Regions from separate parts of the Rattus norvegicus genome. Here region 2 is linked to region 1. The links are chromatin contacts, called in public Hi-C maps. All regions are on one chromosome and are shown on one strand. The core of a region is the stretch at or near the end of the contact, and the rest is flanking DNA. Distances in the headings are between cores, read along the strand shown. Region 1 holds the start of Ctso (cathepsin O). Region 2 holds the start of Map9 (microtubule-associated protein 9).

Evidence for each region. A called contact is a pair of places that touch in the nucleus more often than the background predicts.
Region 2: a Hi-C map of kidney shows a contact between it and region 1, with 4 times the contacts expected there. The contact joins the promoter of Map9 here to the promoter of Ctso in region 1. A contact is called at or near these places in 3 of 12 Hi-C or Micro-C datasets (frontal cortex, kidney and liver).

What each region holds. Positions count from the first base shown.
Region 1 is chr2:169,525,433-169,532,614 of GRCr8, reverse strand. Ctso (cathepsin O) reads right to left here and starts at 4,147. Exons shown (of 8, transcript NM_001427175.1): 1 at 3,976-4,147. The coding sequence starts at 4,083.
Region 2 is chr2:170,004,208-170,011,389 of GRCr8, reverse strand. Map9 (microtubule-associated protein 9) reads right to left here and starts at 4,643. Exons shown (of 14, transcript NM_001135716.1): 1 at 4,457-4,643; 2 at 3,557-3,647; 3 at 2,751-2,835. The coding sequence starts at 3,631.

The sequences.
Region 1 (7,182 bases), core at 2,898-5,397:
TGTTCTCTAAGAGAATGTTCATAGCTACCAAGCACAGTTGAGCGATAGGAAGATTAGCTAAACCCAAGTGCTGTTCTAAGCAAGTTCTTCGAGCTACTACCTCTGCAGGAAGTTCTTGCTCACTTCGTCTTCTCGTCTCAGATTAATGAACGGAGGCATAGACGGGTATCTGCTTTTCCTAAAGTCATGGAACCAGCACCCGATATGTGGGTATAGCCATTCAACATGTAAGGCACAGGCTGGAGGGACAGCCACATTGTGGGGCTTTGTGTTGATTCTATTAGAGGAGAAGGCCATGGACATTTGATGTCTTTTCCCCAGGGCTATCTAGGCGTTCTTGTAGGCACTCTCGTTTACTGTTTTCTACCAATATAAGCGAAGATATTCCTTTCCGATGATGATTCCATTCGTACCACATGCCTTTCATCTATTCATGCTTCAAAATCAGAGATAAATTTTTCACTATGTACCAAGGCTAGTCTTGAACGCCATGTCTCCAGTGATTCTCCTCGCTTAGTTTGTCAAGAAGCTAGGGGTGCATGAAGTCACCATTGCCCATCTTGTAAGGTCATTTTCTTTTACCATTCTGAGCTCATTCTTTGTTAAGCTTTGATCTTATCAGCCCTCACTGGCAAGCCTTAAAGTGCAGTGGGTGAGAAATCAGTTCCACGTATGCATGGAAAATGTTCTCTCTGGAAGGTCGGGTAAATCTAAGCAAGAACAAATGTACACAGACTGCACTCAACATGGAATCATCGCTGGGAATTTCTCTCAAGACATGGGAATGGTAAACCTCAGATCCGGAATTCCCAGGGGATTAATATGTTATCCCTTATTAAAGAGGGACTTTCTACTTGTCCTTTAATAATTGAGAGAATCTATTTTCTAATGCACAGGACTTCCTACTGCTTCTTAGAGATGAATTCTAGTATTCTACATATATAACATGTTGTTTATTTTCAGACAGAGTACATTAGATAAAGTTGTTTCCAGCTTCCCCAGTACTATATCTACCGGGGTGACATGTGTCAGTGAGCTATAACTACCTGGAAGCCTCCACACACATTATTCTTCATTGTGTCATGAAGTCTACATCAGTTCCTAACACAGGTTAATTGATAAATTAGGACAAGGAGATGGTCAGAAGGATAAATGAACAAACACGATCTCATCTAAGATTTTTTTTTATAGTTTTTAGTATATTTCCACTTAGACAATGTGTGCTTTAAGCTAAAAACATCACCGGAAAGATGTCTGTGGAACGGTATTGTCTACTCTCGAAGTCACCTCTTCCTGGCAGTTCTCAAACAGCCACGCATGAGGGGTACTTGGAAGAGGTAATGCAGATATCTGGGGCTCATCATAAGCGCTCATTTTAACATGTTATAATAATCTACTTGCTTAATGAAGACGTAGCACGAGCCATCACAGTGTTGAAGGAAAGCTCCTCACTGTGCCTGTGAAGCCGCATACTCATTGGCATATCAAGATTATTCAGAATGAAGTAGGAAGAGAACTCTTACTGAATCCATTGATCTCTCTATAGCCTCTCATGTCCCCCTAGGCTAAGAATGCAGACTGGTTTTGGTGACTGGTGGAGGGCAATTCGGGCCCTGGCATTTCCCTCTTGTTTCCCTGCTGCAGAGACACAAATAGGTATCCTCTACGGCAGGCTCCATAGGGCACCTTGCCTCCAAAGGTTCAAAGTCACAGCTAAGCATGGACAGAAACAGTAAGGAAACACAAAGCTCTCCTCCACTAAGGTAGGCCACCTGAGGTTTTATTTGTGACAGTATCACAAAGCTGAGTCTCTCATCTGCTTTCCACAAGAAAAGTTAAGGTAAAGAAAAGAGAATCAGCCAATACTCACAGGAGACCAAGAGCAGAAAGCAAAGTCTACCTCGTGGGAGTGCGAGTGCCCTTCCTTTCCTTTTCCTTCAGGTAGCATGTAAGGCATCCCATAATAAGCTATGGAGGAGCGTTGACTCATTGAGTAATAATGAAATGGTAGCTGTTAGGGCTGCTGTTTGTTTTCATTTAAGGAATATTCGGTGGAATTTAGAGTACTTCCTTACTCAATTTTACTTTATAGCATAATTTAAAATGTTTCGCTTCATTGTGAAACAAAATAACTTTGTAGATTCTGTACACAATGTGCCTTGTAAGAAAACAGAATCTCCAATCAAGGGATTCAACAGTGGAAACAATTTTGTTAAAATGAAGCTTTTCAGACTTACAAGCCAGTTTCCCTTATCATATATTTTAATTCATACAGGGGGACTCACAATTTGTAGCTATTGTTTAAGGACTAAATTCTCAGAAAACTGGTCATCTAACTTAGCAGGCAAATTCCTGCTACCAGGAACTGCTTGGAACACGGTTTTGGTGTTTTTAACCTGAAGTTTTAAAAATGTAGTAAGATTTTTTTATGTGTTTTCTTCAACTTCCAACCTTTAACTTCCTAGATGGATCCTTGGTTGCATTTCTCTTCAAAAGAGTGGCATTTTCTAGACATTTGTCTGGGGGCTTCAATTTCCTCATGAGTAAAATATGAGTAGGCATGTAAATTACAATTCACACACATTCTATTTTGTAATTTATCAGTGACTGTGACTGTAATCTTGACTGTACATTTACTGGGTTTGGGAATATCCATGGAAATAAACCTTTGAGCCGAGTCTGAGGATGCTTCTAGATGAGTGTAACTAGGGTAGGAAGCCCATCGTAAACTAAAAAGGCACTGTGTCAGGTGATAGGGTTCTGGACTGAATAAAGATAGGAAAATGAGCTGGGAAGACAGTATCCGTGTCTTTCCCTTCCTGGATGTTGATTTAGTGTGGACAGGTGCTCCACACACATGCTACCATGACACCCCCATCATGATAGACTCTCCCCTGAAGTGTGAGCCAAGGCAGACCCTTCTTTAAGTTGCTTTTGTTGGCAACCTCGCTTTATTTCAGCCAGGAGGAAAGAAATTATACACTTACATCGTTGACCTTCAACATTCAAGATTTAAAAAAAACTATTTAGCCAATAAACACATTGTCAACACCCATGATACTGACTACTTCACCCCAGTGGGTCTAGTCCATCAGGAGATGAAGTCAAGAACAGGTCTCGGTAACACATAGGTCAAGGACTCTGGCGAGAAATAGTGCTTCTGATAACAAGAAATGAGCTTAAAAGTAACAAAGGGAGCAAAAAGGGCACACATTTTGATCTGAGTACAACACAAGGGTAGCTGAAACCAACTTAGGCCAAAGAGGACAGCGGAAGGAAGCTGAGCTATGAAGCCCCATAGAAATCTCAGAAAACAACAGGAGACCCTAATTAAATGGCCCATGAGCAGCATCCTTGAATTCAGACTCTGAGTCAGAGCAGATGAGTTTCCTTCTCTAATAAAATGGTGATGGCATCTTTTCAGATTTAAAAACCTGTCAGATAGCATCACCTATAGCAACTGAGGCCAAGTGTGAATCCGCATTCCGGCCAGTTTCCCTGGTTACTGGGGAAAATGTATCCGCGGTTAGCCACTCGGTCCATTTCAGAAAGAAATTGGATTACTATGAAAAATTTTTAAAAGCAATAAAGCCAGAGAGAACTTCATAGTAAAGTGGTAGACAGTGGATGGATAAAGGACAGAGAATCATTTATCCATCTTCGAAGTCTCTCAGAATTAAGAAGCTGCTCCTGGCATTTGAACTTCCAGTCACAGGAGGGAGCTAGTGCCCTCTGCCGGCGGCTTTCTATGAGACAGGTTTGGTGTGGGGAAAGCTTTGGAGTTGAGAGGGCACTTGTTCCCCTTAGCTTTGCCCTGGACATCTTTTAGTGTTTTGGGGCACAGCATACTAATCCTTGCCTTGAGAAATCAAGGCTTTTAGGGAGCTGCTCTACTGGGGAAATGCGCGCTTGGAGTTTGGGTCCCTCCCTAGGAGCCCCGGGGCAGTGGACAAGTAAAGGGAGCGAACTTGGTACCCGCAAGGCAGCCGCCTCCCGCTGGGGGCTCCAAGGCCAGGTCCGGGCGACCCCGCGGCCGAGACAGCAGCAACACAGCAGCAAAAGGCTGGCCGCGTGAGGCTTCATCCCGGCGCCCGAGGTCCTCTGCGCCCAGCCCGCTTTCTCTTTCGGTTTCTCGGCTCCGCCCACTGCCTGAGTCGGGCGCACGCCCTGAAGTAGAAAGCTGCCGGGGTCCCTGCTGTTTTGTTTGTTTGGTGCTTCTTGGGCTCATCACTGACCTTTAGTGCTGTTATTAAGCATTAAGGGTTTCCCTTTTATCTAATAAGAAAGTGAGCAAGGCGTGATTTATACAGCAGCCCGAAGAGACTAAACTTGTGTTTCCTGCCATCTGAGATTAAGCACATTATTTTTCTTCCTGTCGTTTCAAATTGAATATGTGTTCGTTGAATGTGTATACATTGAATTCAGCAGGTTGTATGTGGACGTATAATGTGTCTGAATTTACACGCGTCCTTCTATGGGTCTTTAGAAATAAGTGACAAAACTGTTACTGCACAAAACCACACAATTTCTTGTGGCCATTTCTCCACTTGTAGACAGCTGCACCCGCTTCCAAAGTTTGTGATGAAATTTGGCTAATAAATTCTAAACACTTCATTATATGCTGAACACGTTTTGTGTATTTCTTTGTTTAATTGTTAAGGTTGCTTTAATTTTTCTTACTGTTTTATTATGTTGTTTTCTTCTTGCTTAGTATATTTCATAATTTTTCTTCTTGCTTAGTTTATTTCATAATCCATCCTGTTCACTTCCTACCCCCTGCTTTAATTCTCTGATGTCAGTTTTAAAAATCTTGCTTCCAGAGTGCAAAAGGAACAAGAGGAACGGAACATGTTCAAACCAGTCAACATGTCTGCACACACACATCTCAGCCTAAGAGGTTTCCGGTACAGTGTTGGAGAGCTTTCCTTTAAGGAATCTGGGTGACTGAAGATCTGTGATCAAATATCACAAGTCGCTGGTGACCCTTGGGAGAAGACAGCTAGCCACTTCTCAGAAGGTTTATGCACACGAAATGCAAATTATTGTTTTGGAGTGAGTCTTTTCACTGTGTTTTTCTTTTATCCCTTCTCTGTTTTCCAAAAGCAGAGCCTATGTAGACAAATTGTAATCAGGTTCCCAGAAATGGGGTGTTCTGTATCGTGTCTGTCTTAGCTTCTGTCCTGGCATGTATCTGAATAATCCTAGTGTCCATTTTCTCATTCCCTCATCCCCAGGCTACCCCAACTGCCCTACTTAAAACCCAAACCCCTCCCCCTCTCCACCTTACTCTTCAGGTACTGCCCCATTGTCTCTAACATATGTAGCCATTTGATCTACAGCACTTTTCTGTAATGCCAGCTTCATGAGGGCGACAATTTCATTTCTTTAGTCTCTGATGCACCAACAACATATAGTGGGTATTCAATCAGTAGAGGTTTGTTGATATTAACTTATTAAATTTAGTCCAAATAAACTTTCTTTCGATCACAGCAATTATTCTGAGTTTGGTCCTTTAAGTATAAATGTTTCTCACTCAAAGGATTGTCAAAAGAAGAAAATTATCATCAGAAAATAACTTCAGTTTAATGACAGCAGGAGAGAATGCATAGAGATGGGCAAGCTACAAAGGAGGGTCCCTTGCACAAGAATTGCTGAGATTAGCATACGCAGGAGTCTGTGGACTCCTTTCTATCTCAGTTGCATCTGCATCACTAAACTTTCCAAGAGAAACATCTTATCACAGAGGGTCTAAAGGACCTCCCTGGAGCTTCTCTTCATGCCCAGGTCAGACTTTTTATCACCAGGTCTGCACCAGAGAACAGTTACTCCCTGTACCTAAAAAGCTATAAATCAGATGTTGGTTCTGCAGATGTAGAGGGCTATGACATGCCCAGTGAAGGCATCTGGAAACCTTATTTAGAGTAGATTATAATGGGTCCTGGAGAACGAGTTTCCTGCAGCCTGACAGTGATAAAGTGGGTGATAGAAGCCACTATCACTTGAGGTAAAATTCATAATACTTCATGAGCAAAGAGGCCTCTATTTTCACTTTACAGTGATGACTTCTGTAACCATGTCTGTGGCTCTGAGAAGACAGCATTCTTCTTAGGCAACTGCTCATCCAACAGAGATAAACAGAGATGAAATGTGCAGAAACGCAGACGGAATTTTCTCTGAGATTTATAACCCAGCCATATCCACCAGCTTCCCATTACTATAACAAAATGGCTGACACCACCAATAGATAAAGAAAAATGACTTAATATAGGCTTTTGCTTCTTAAGGTTTCAGTCTAAGATCGGGCAGACGGTTTCATTCTTTTGGCTATTTGTCACAGATGAAAGATGGGACAGATGTGGCAATGACCGAATGCATGAGCATGAGGGTAGAGAGCCACTTCAAGGGCATGAGCTAAAGAACTTCCACAGGGGCGTTCATTGTTATCCAGTAGCAATGCCCAGTGACCAAGCATTTAACAAGGGGGCCCTCAAGGCAACTCTGCATCCAGATGACGGGATTAACTCTGGGTTCCCCTTGTATAGAGGGGTCAGAAAAGAGACATCGAAGACCACTTCTTGCAACTCCCAGCTTGGTGTGTGTGACCATTAGTGCAGCATCACATTCAAAAGCCTGAGGGGAGAAATGCATCCAGTGTGTTCCACAGACCCAAGGGAAGTAAATGCAGACATGTGGAGTTTAAAAATAATAAGGATGGGTGACTGTAAGAAAACCACAAACAGAGATCATGTAGCTCTTCATAGACCAAGTAAGAATGAAATTAGAGTTATATCTATGTAGTAAATATACGATTATTTTAGGGGCCTTGAGCAGGCTATTATCTGGGAGAAGCAGGGGTCAATATTATTTTTAGAATGAGTGTATATAGAGGAGAGTGGCAGGAACTACTAATATTTGATGGCTTGTGTGGATGGGGACGGGTTGTAAGTTTTATTTAAGGATACAGGCACTGGTAGGTGACCCATGAGTTTATGGCATACACAAGTTGACCTCTTTGGACTTTAAAATTTAAAATCAACCAAAAAAGAGGGGAGAATGAAGTTGGGATGGGGTGAGAGTGGGCCTTCAAGCAGTGGGAGGCAAATATAATAAAAATACATTACATATATGACATTATCAAAGGAATACTATAAATACTAAATATATAAAATACAGAGAATGGCA
Region 2 (7,182 bases), core at 3,394-5,893, 480 kb before region 1:
TAGGCCTTCTTGGCAATTATCAAATAAATTCTGAGTTTCATTAACTTATTCAAAATACTTATCAAGTGCCTACAGCACTGTGTTTATTGGGGCAGGGAATACGCATTAAAGGTTGTTCAATATAGCACCATCTAATAAAGAACACCAACTTAACAAGACAGACATGATTTAATGGCTATTCCGAATGCTTTTACGGAGAACACTGACCCAGTGAATATTACAAAATAATACAATTTCAAGTTCAGAATTCTATATGATTATACCTGAACCCTAAAGTAAAATGTTTTGCTCACTTAAAAGAAACCAAGTTAAAGTATTGATGTGAAGGGTCTGTCTTTCAAAATGACCCACTTTGGTGGTCTGAGTGAAAATGGTCCCCAAAGGCTCAATTACTTTAACACTTGGTCCCCAGTTAGTGGAACTGTTTGGTGGGGAGATACTCCAGTGTCTTATGGAGGAAATGCATCAAAAAGGACAGGCTCTGGAAGTGTATAGCCTTGGCCCATTTCCAGTTTGTTCTCTGCTTCTTGTCTGCTGTTGATGCTACCTTTCAGCTTCCAGCTCCCGCCACCCATTCCTGCAAATTTCCTGTGTTGTCCCCACCATGCTGGACGGGCATCTCTCTCTAACCATAAGCTTAAATAAACTTTCTTCTTTAGGCCATTTTGGCCATGGTGTTTTATCACAGCAACAGAAAAGTAACTAATGCAGAAGTTGGTACCAGAGAGTGGGCTGTTGCTGTTGGAAACCTGATCACACTGTCCTTTGGAGGAATGTGGAATACCCTAGAACTCTGGATTAGAATAGAGTTAAACCCTGTGAGGAGACCTTTCCAAACACTGACAGAAGTTCTGAGGGTAATCAGAACTGTAGAGGTCCAGGTCAAGAAGTTTCCGGAGGAAGCAAGGACCTTAACAGCATCTGGGATAGAGGCCATTCCTATGATATCTTGGTGAAAAATCTGGCCCTTATCATACGTCCTTGCCTGAGGATTAATGTGCTGCTTTGTTTTCCTTAACTTGACAGAGACTAGAGTGTGTGTGAAGAGGAAAACACCCTGAAGGACTGCCTCCAACAGATAGTCCTGTGGGCAAATCTCTAAGGCCTTTTCTTGAGTAGTGACTGACGTGGGAGGGTCCAGCCCAATGGGAGTGGTATTATCCCTGGGCGGCAGTCCTGGCAGTACAAGAAAGCAAGATGAACAAACTAAAAAGGAGTAAGATACTTAGCAGTGTTCCTTCACGCTGTCTGCTTCAGTTCCTATCTCCAGGTTCCAAGCTGAGTTCCTGCCCTGACATACCTCAGTGATGGATTGTTATGGGAAAATGTAAGCCACATACACCCCACCTCCCCAAGCTAGTAGTAGTTAGTGTTTTCTCACAGCCATAGAAATCAAATAAGACACTAATTAAAAAGTAATGGATCATTTCATTGGTAGAGAAAACATGAAGACAGCATCCTATTGAATCTGTGGCATGGTTATTACTGGTTTTGCTTATGTAGGTTTACAAGAAAAATGGAGTGGGGCAAGTCAGGGCAAGGCAGCCTATGCATGTCAGCCCTGAGAGGGCAAAAGGCCTTTATGTGACACTCTGAAAGTGAAGTTTGGGTTATGGTAGGGACCTCAAGATGTTAGAGACGCAGAATCACAAGATCTCTGCCAAAGAGTGTTACACATGAGAGAAGAGCCAACCACAGTCCCAGACACTAGACATGGAGTCATTGGGACCTGAGTTTGCCCTGCTATGTTTCAGTCTTGCTTTGGTCCAGTATTTCCTTACTATGTCCCCATTCTTCCTTTTTGGAATGGTAAGGTATGTATGTATGCACGTATGTATGTATGTATGTATGTATGTATGTATGTATGTACATATATCCTATCCCATCATATGTTAGAAGTATGTACTTTGCATTTTGGTCTTTCAGGAGGTTATAATTAGTCCATTGTCCTGAGTCTCAGAAGAGACTTCAGAAGAATTTTAAACAGTGCAGAAAATGATAAAGACTACAGGGAATTTTAAAGTTGGACTAAATGCATTTTGCATTGGCCATGAGTCTATGGGTTACAGAAGGTAGAGAGAGTATGGTCATCTGGGTGACACTGTTTCCCATGGGCTCAGGAACTTGACTGCCTAGTCCCCAGTTGATGGCACTGTTTGGTGAGGAGGTACTGGCTTGTGAATGAAGTATGTCTCTGGTGGTGGGCTTTGAGTCTTCACAGCCTTGATTCAATTCCAGGTCTCTTTCTGCTGTGTGTGTTGCAGGAATCTTAGCTTCCTGCTCCTGCCACCAAGCCATCCAATTTCTGCCATGTCCACCTCTGTGGTGGACTCACATCACTTTGAACTGTCAACTGAAATGAACTCTTTATCTGTAAGTCACTTTTGCTCACGATGTTTTATACCAGCAGAGAAAATTAGTTACCATAGCCACTATCACTGCCCCTAATCTGGTCTGTATTACAAACGCAGTACATAAGCACCAATCCTGTGAACTCCAGGATTAGCTTAGTCCTAGAGTAGCATTTTACTGTAGACCTAGTCATACTTTTGAATTCACATTCATAAATAAGCAGAGGTAATTTGCGTCTTGAAAATTAAGAGTGGCATCCTTACTCATTGGACACATAGAATTCTGAAACTAGGGAATTCATAGGCAGTGATATATCAAGAGAGGCTAGGGGATAGGTGAAATGTGACTAAGGAAGCAAAACACAGGGAAATGGCTCATTTGTCTATCCTCTTACATACCAATCTCATCACTGTCGAAGTCATCCGAGTATTCGGAACTTCTCTGCCTGGCTGACCGGGCTGTAATTGCTCTGATCAGCTCATCCTGTAAATGAGATCAGTAATGTCAATTCCCGTTCAAGCAGAGTTTCACACTTAGAAGAGACCTTTAAACAAATATTACTCGATTATTCCGCATTCACACTTAAGTTTCAATCACCTAACTTTACTCTAAGCCTATGCGGTACAATATACCCATCAGACTTAGTGCAAAATTGAGCCATCTCCTCTGGGATTCCTAAACAGGAAGTGACTACTAGTATTAGATAAATTAACCGCAGGTTACAATCTGCGCTAAATGCTAATGAATGCTAGGGGCATCGATTGAGATTGGATTTATTAGAAACTGACATTGTTAGAGTGTACATTTTGAGGGAGGTAAGTGCTTGGGTTTGACAAGCACGTCAGGCACACAGCCTACCACTGGGTCTTTTACGTATATTGCAAAGATGGGCATAATCGATATGGCAAACACGAGCAAAAGCTGGGTGCAAGGTTGGCACAGTAAGTCCTTGTGATGCTTACGATAGAAAACCGAAATTTAGAGAGACAAGCTCTGAAGTCGCTCTGTGGCTTTCAACTTAAAAGCAAATATTGGAGACAGGGTCTCACAGAGGGGTGTTTTAATACTAGAGCCCAAAGTTGACAGATGACCTACAACACACTTAGAGAAACAAGAAGTCCTCCTGCTTCATGCCAGATCCTGTGAGAACCAGCAAGTGCTGAATAGAGGCATAGACAAAACCAAATGGTTTGCCATGTTTTACCTGAAAAGAAGTTCTCTTAGTAGCTTTTGGACTCTTGGTATATGCCAAAGTTGTGCTGAAGATTTCATCCGACATAGTGTATCCTTTTTCTCTTTTATACAACAGTTAATAAATAATTGAAACAATTCATTCAATCTAGGATGGTGGCTGAAATTTACACATAAATATTTAAAAGAATTAGACCTTTATGCATGACTGGGGTACTCTATTCCTGGCATTAGTGCTCCCCCAACCCCAGGCCAAATAAAGAGAAATCGCTTTAAACACTGCCCAATATGTTCACCTAAAAATGTAACAGTGGTTTTTGTTAAGGACATAAAATTCTCACACCAATCTGTTTTCACGAAAAGAAAACGCATAAGGAAGTTACTGTTCAACAACTATTTTAAGGATGAATGAAATACATAATCACCAAAACTTTGCCAAACGATTTCACCTTTCCATTATTAAAAACATATAGCATTGCGGATGCCACAATGACTTATTTCAAGATGCAACCAAGAGGAATGTCAAGGTTCCCAGCCCCGGAAACAGCTAGCATATAACAGTATTCAAAACAATGCTTAGCCACAGTCAGCAGCAGCGACATTTTCCCAAGCCATTTGTTGGCTCTTCCACACACAACAACAACATCTCCGCACTGAGTTGCATCACATCAGGCTGCATTAAAGTCTCTGTTTCTAGCGCGCGACGTCCGAGGCCCATTTGGATCTCCGGCCACCGCCCAGAGCGCCCCGGGCTGGCCAGGTGGCGTCCGCGTCCCCGGCCGGCTCCGCGCGGCTCCCGGCCCAGCACGCGCCAGGCCCGCGCACACCCAGCGCGGTCCCCGGACTCCTCCACGTACCACAGCTCGCGCCTCCTGCATCCACCCCGCTCCCCGTGCACCCCGGCCCCTGTGACCACCTGAGAATCCAGCGGCTATGGTCTAGCATAGGTGTCGCCCCCGGCCCGGGCCTCACGGTCTGGGAAACCAGGTATCGGAATAAGCTGGAGGCGGGGCAAAAGATGGAGGCGGAAGGCGGTTGCCAGGCAACAGCGTCCCCGGGAGGAAGTGACTTCCAACCGACTGGTCTCTTGGGTACCCAACACCGCCTTTCCGCCTGCGTCGCTGGGACAACCGCACAGACCAAGGAAGTGACATCACCGGTGTAGGTGTTGGGAGCGCAGTGCCCTATCAGCTTATTTGCAATGGCTGTTGCCTAGGAAACAGGACCGGCCCTCTGCCATCACGCCACAATGCTCCTGCATTGATTGCTCCTGCTCAGTTAAGATCCATCCATATAGGCAGGTATTGCGTGGCCACGATGCAAAATTTCCTTTTGTTAGTTAGGACGTGGAATCTGTGAGTCGGTGCAGTGTCAGCAGAGCCGACAGAATGACGTAGTACTGACGTTTGCAATCATCGGAGTCAAACTGCATGTTTGATTCTTGGCACATGCAAATTAAGGTCTCTATGCTTTGATAAGAAGCTAATAATTATAGGACTGCCTCCTTAAAGGATTGCGGTGGATAATGAATGTAATATGTAGCGAAATATTGGGAAATATTTAGAATTGCATTCAGTTAATATTACACATGAGCGTTTCTTGCAACTGATGCAGTTCCCCGGGGCGGGGCAGGTATGCTCTGGGGAGGGATTATATGTGCTAAAATATCCCATATGCACTCAGCCCAGAGCCTGTTTCGCATCTTTGATGGAAAGTTTCCCCTTTCTATATTTAGCTGATAAACGGGTTAAAAATCAGTCAGCAAAATAAAAAAAAAAAAACAGGCGAGAAGTACTGCTGAAAGAATCAATATCGTTGTCATTTAATTATCGTTAATATTAATTCACAAAACACTTAAACTTTTAAAGTTACACAGATTTTAACTATTTTAACTCGAAAAAAGTATGTCAAAATCAATTCATTCACTATAACTAAACCTGCTCGTTTCCATACCTCCGCAATATTTCTTTTTAAAAAAAATAACACTGACAACTTGATTTAATAAATAAGCACGTAGAAATTTTAAATACAGAAAAATAAATATGAAGTTTAGTGAGAAAATGGTTTCTAAGTAATATTTGCAGTAACTCCTTTTAAAAGCTCAGTTTACGCTTTTCAACTTGTTCGGTAAATTTGTTTTGCTTAACTAAATTGTTTTAACTATCTCTAAGTGAATATATGCATAAGGAAAAGACTCCCCATTTTTACCAGTTACTGTTAAATTTTCTGTCCTACATTTTATTAACATTCACAATTCTGTTAAAGCCCCTGTACCAACAGCAGGTACCCAAATGGGAAGAACCAATTTTGGATAATGTGTAAGGGCTGTATTCATTTGGTATCCACTTGACTGATATAAGTTGAATTTAGGCATGACTTATGGAAATAAACTTACAACAACATCAATGATAGAGAACACCGAGTTCCCAGCTACCGATAGGGCATAGTTGCACACCATGGGAATGACTTCGGATGATTATTCTCCACAAGCACAAACTGAGAGGCTCTAAAGAAAGTTCTTCCTGGCAGCATTTCAGTTGTTACAGATGCGTGTCTGAGTAAGGAGTATAGGAGAGAAGGGTGGACCCCTAGTCTAGTAGATGGACCCCTAACCATGGTTTTGAGTGGCTAAGCACAGTAGCTGCCTTTAGCTAGTGCTCAAGATAATCCACTGTGGGTGTTTGCTCAGCTTTTATTGCCTCTTTGGCGTGTGTGTGTGTGTGTGTGTGTGTGTGTGTGTGTGTGTGTACTTGCAAGCACACATGTGCATGCAGGCATGTGTTTGGGCAGGATATAGGGTAAAAGAAGACCCATTTGCATTTGACAAACTGAGATGTGACCTTTTTTATCCTCACATAGCAGGAAGCTATTTGTAGTTCTGTTGCTTATGGTACAGGTTAGAGATCAGATACAAATTTAAAAGGAACAAAGGGTCTGTGCTCACAATTATCATCAGATGAAAACTAAAAAGCTCTCTATGGGCACTGGATGGTGTGCTGTAACATGAGTCCCATAGCTCTTGAGGGATGAAGGCTGAGTTCAGATAACAGTACAATGACAGTTGCAGAATTGTTGGGTGAATGCACTGTGACCAGGGAGGAACTCCCAAAGGGACATCGGAGTCTTGAGGAAAGCTGTCCCGCTGTGATGATCTATGGTGATTTAAGCGTACTTTTTCATGTTTGTGGGAGAAACTTAGCACCACTCTTTTGAAAGAAATGTCAACATTGACAGAATCAAAATGGAGTCACTTTAGTTAACCTTAAACTTAAAAGCAAATAATGCTTTGATGTTGTGAAAGAAGGCTTCTGCATGGTTGACTGGTACCACTAAAGACTGCCATAACCCTCTGCTTCAGATGCCACCTCATACAAGAAGTACTTCTGCAGGACATCTGGCCAGCACCTATCTGTTCAGACTGGAAATGACATCACACTTTTTATTAATCAGAGATTGAAGATTCCTGTTTCATAATACCCCATTTTGGTCTTTTTTTCTCAATGTCCTTTCATATGTCCATAATTTAGTATAATGTTTGTTCTGATCGCAATGTTCTGCTGTTACCAAACTAGTCCTTTTTTTATTATAGAGAATCCCTCTGCTTTGAGAAAAGCAAGTTGATAAATATAACTATGTACG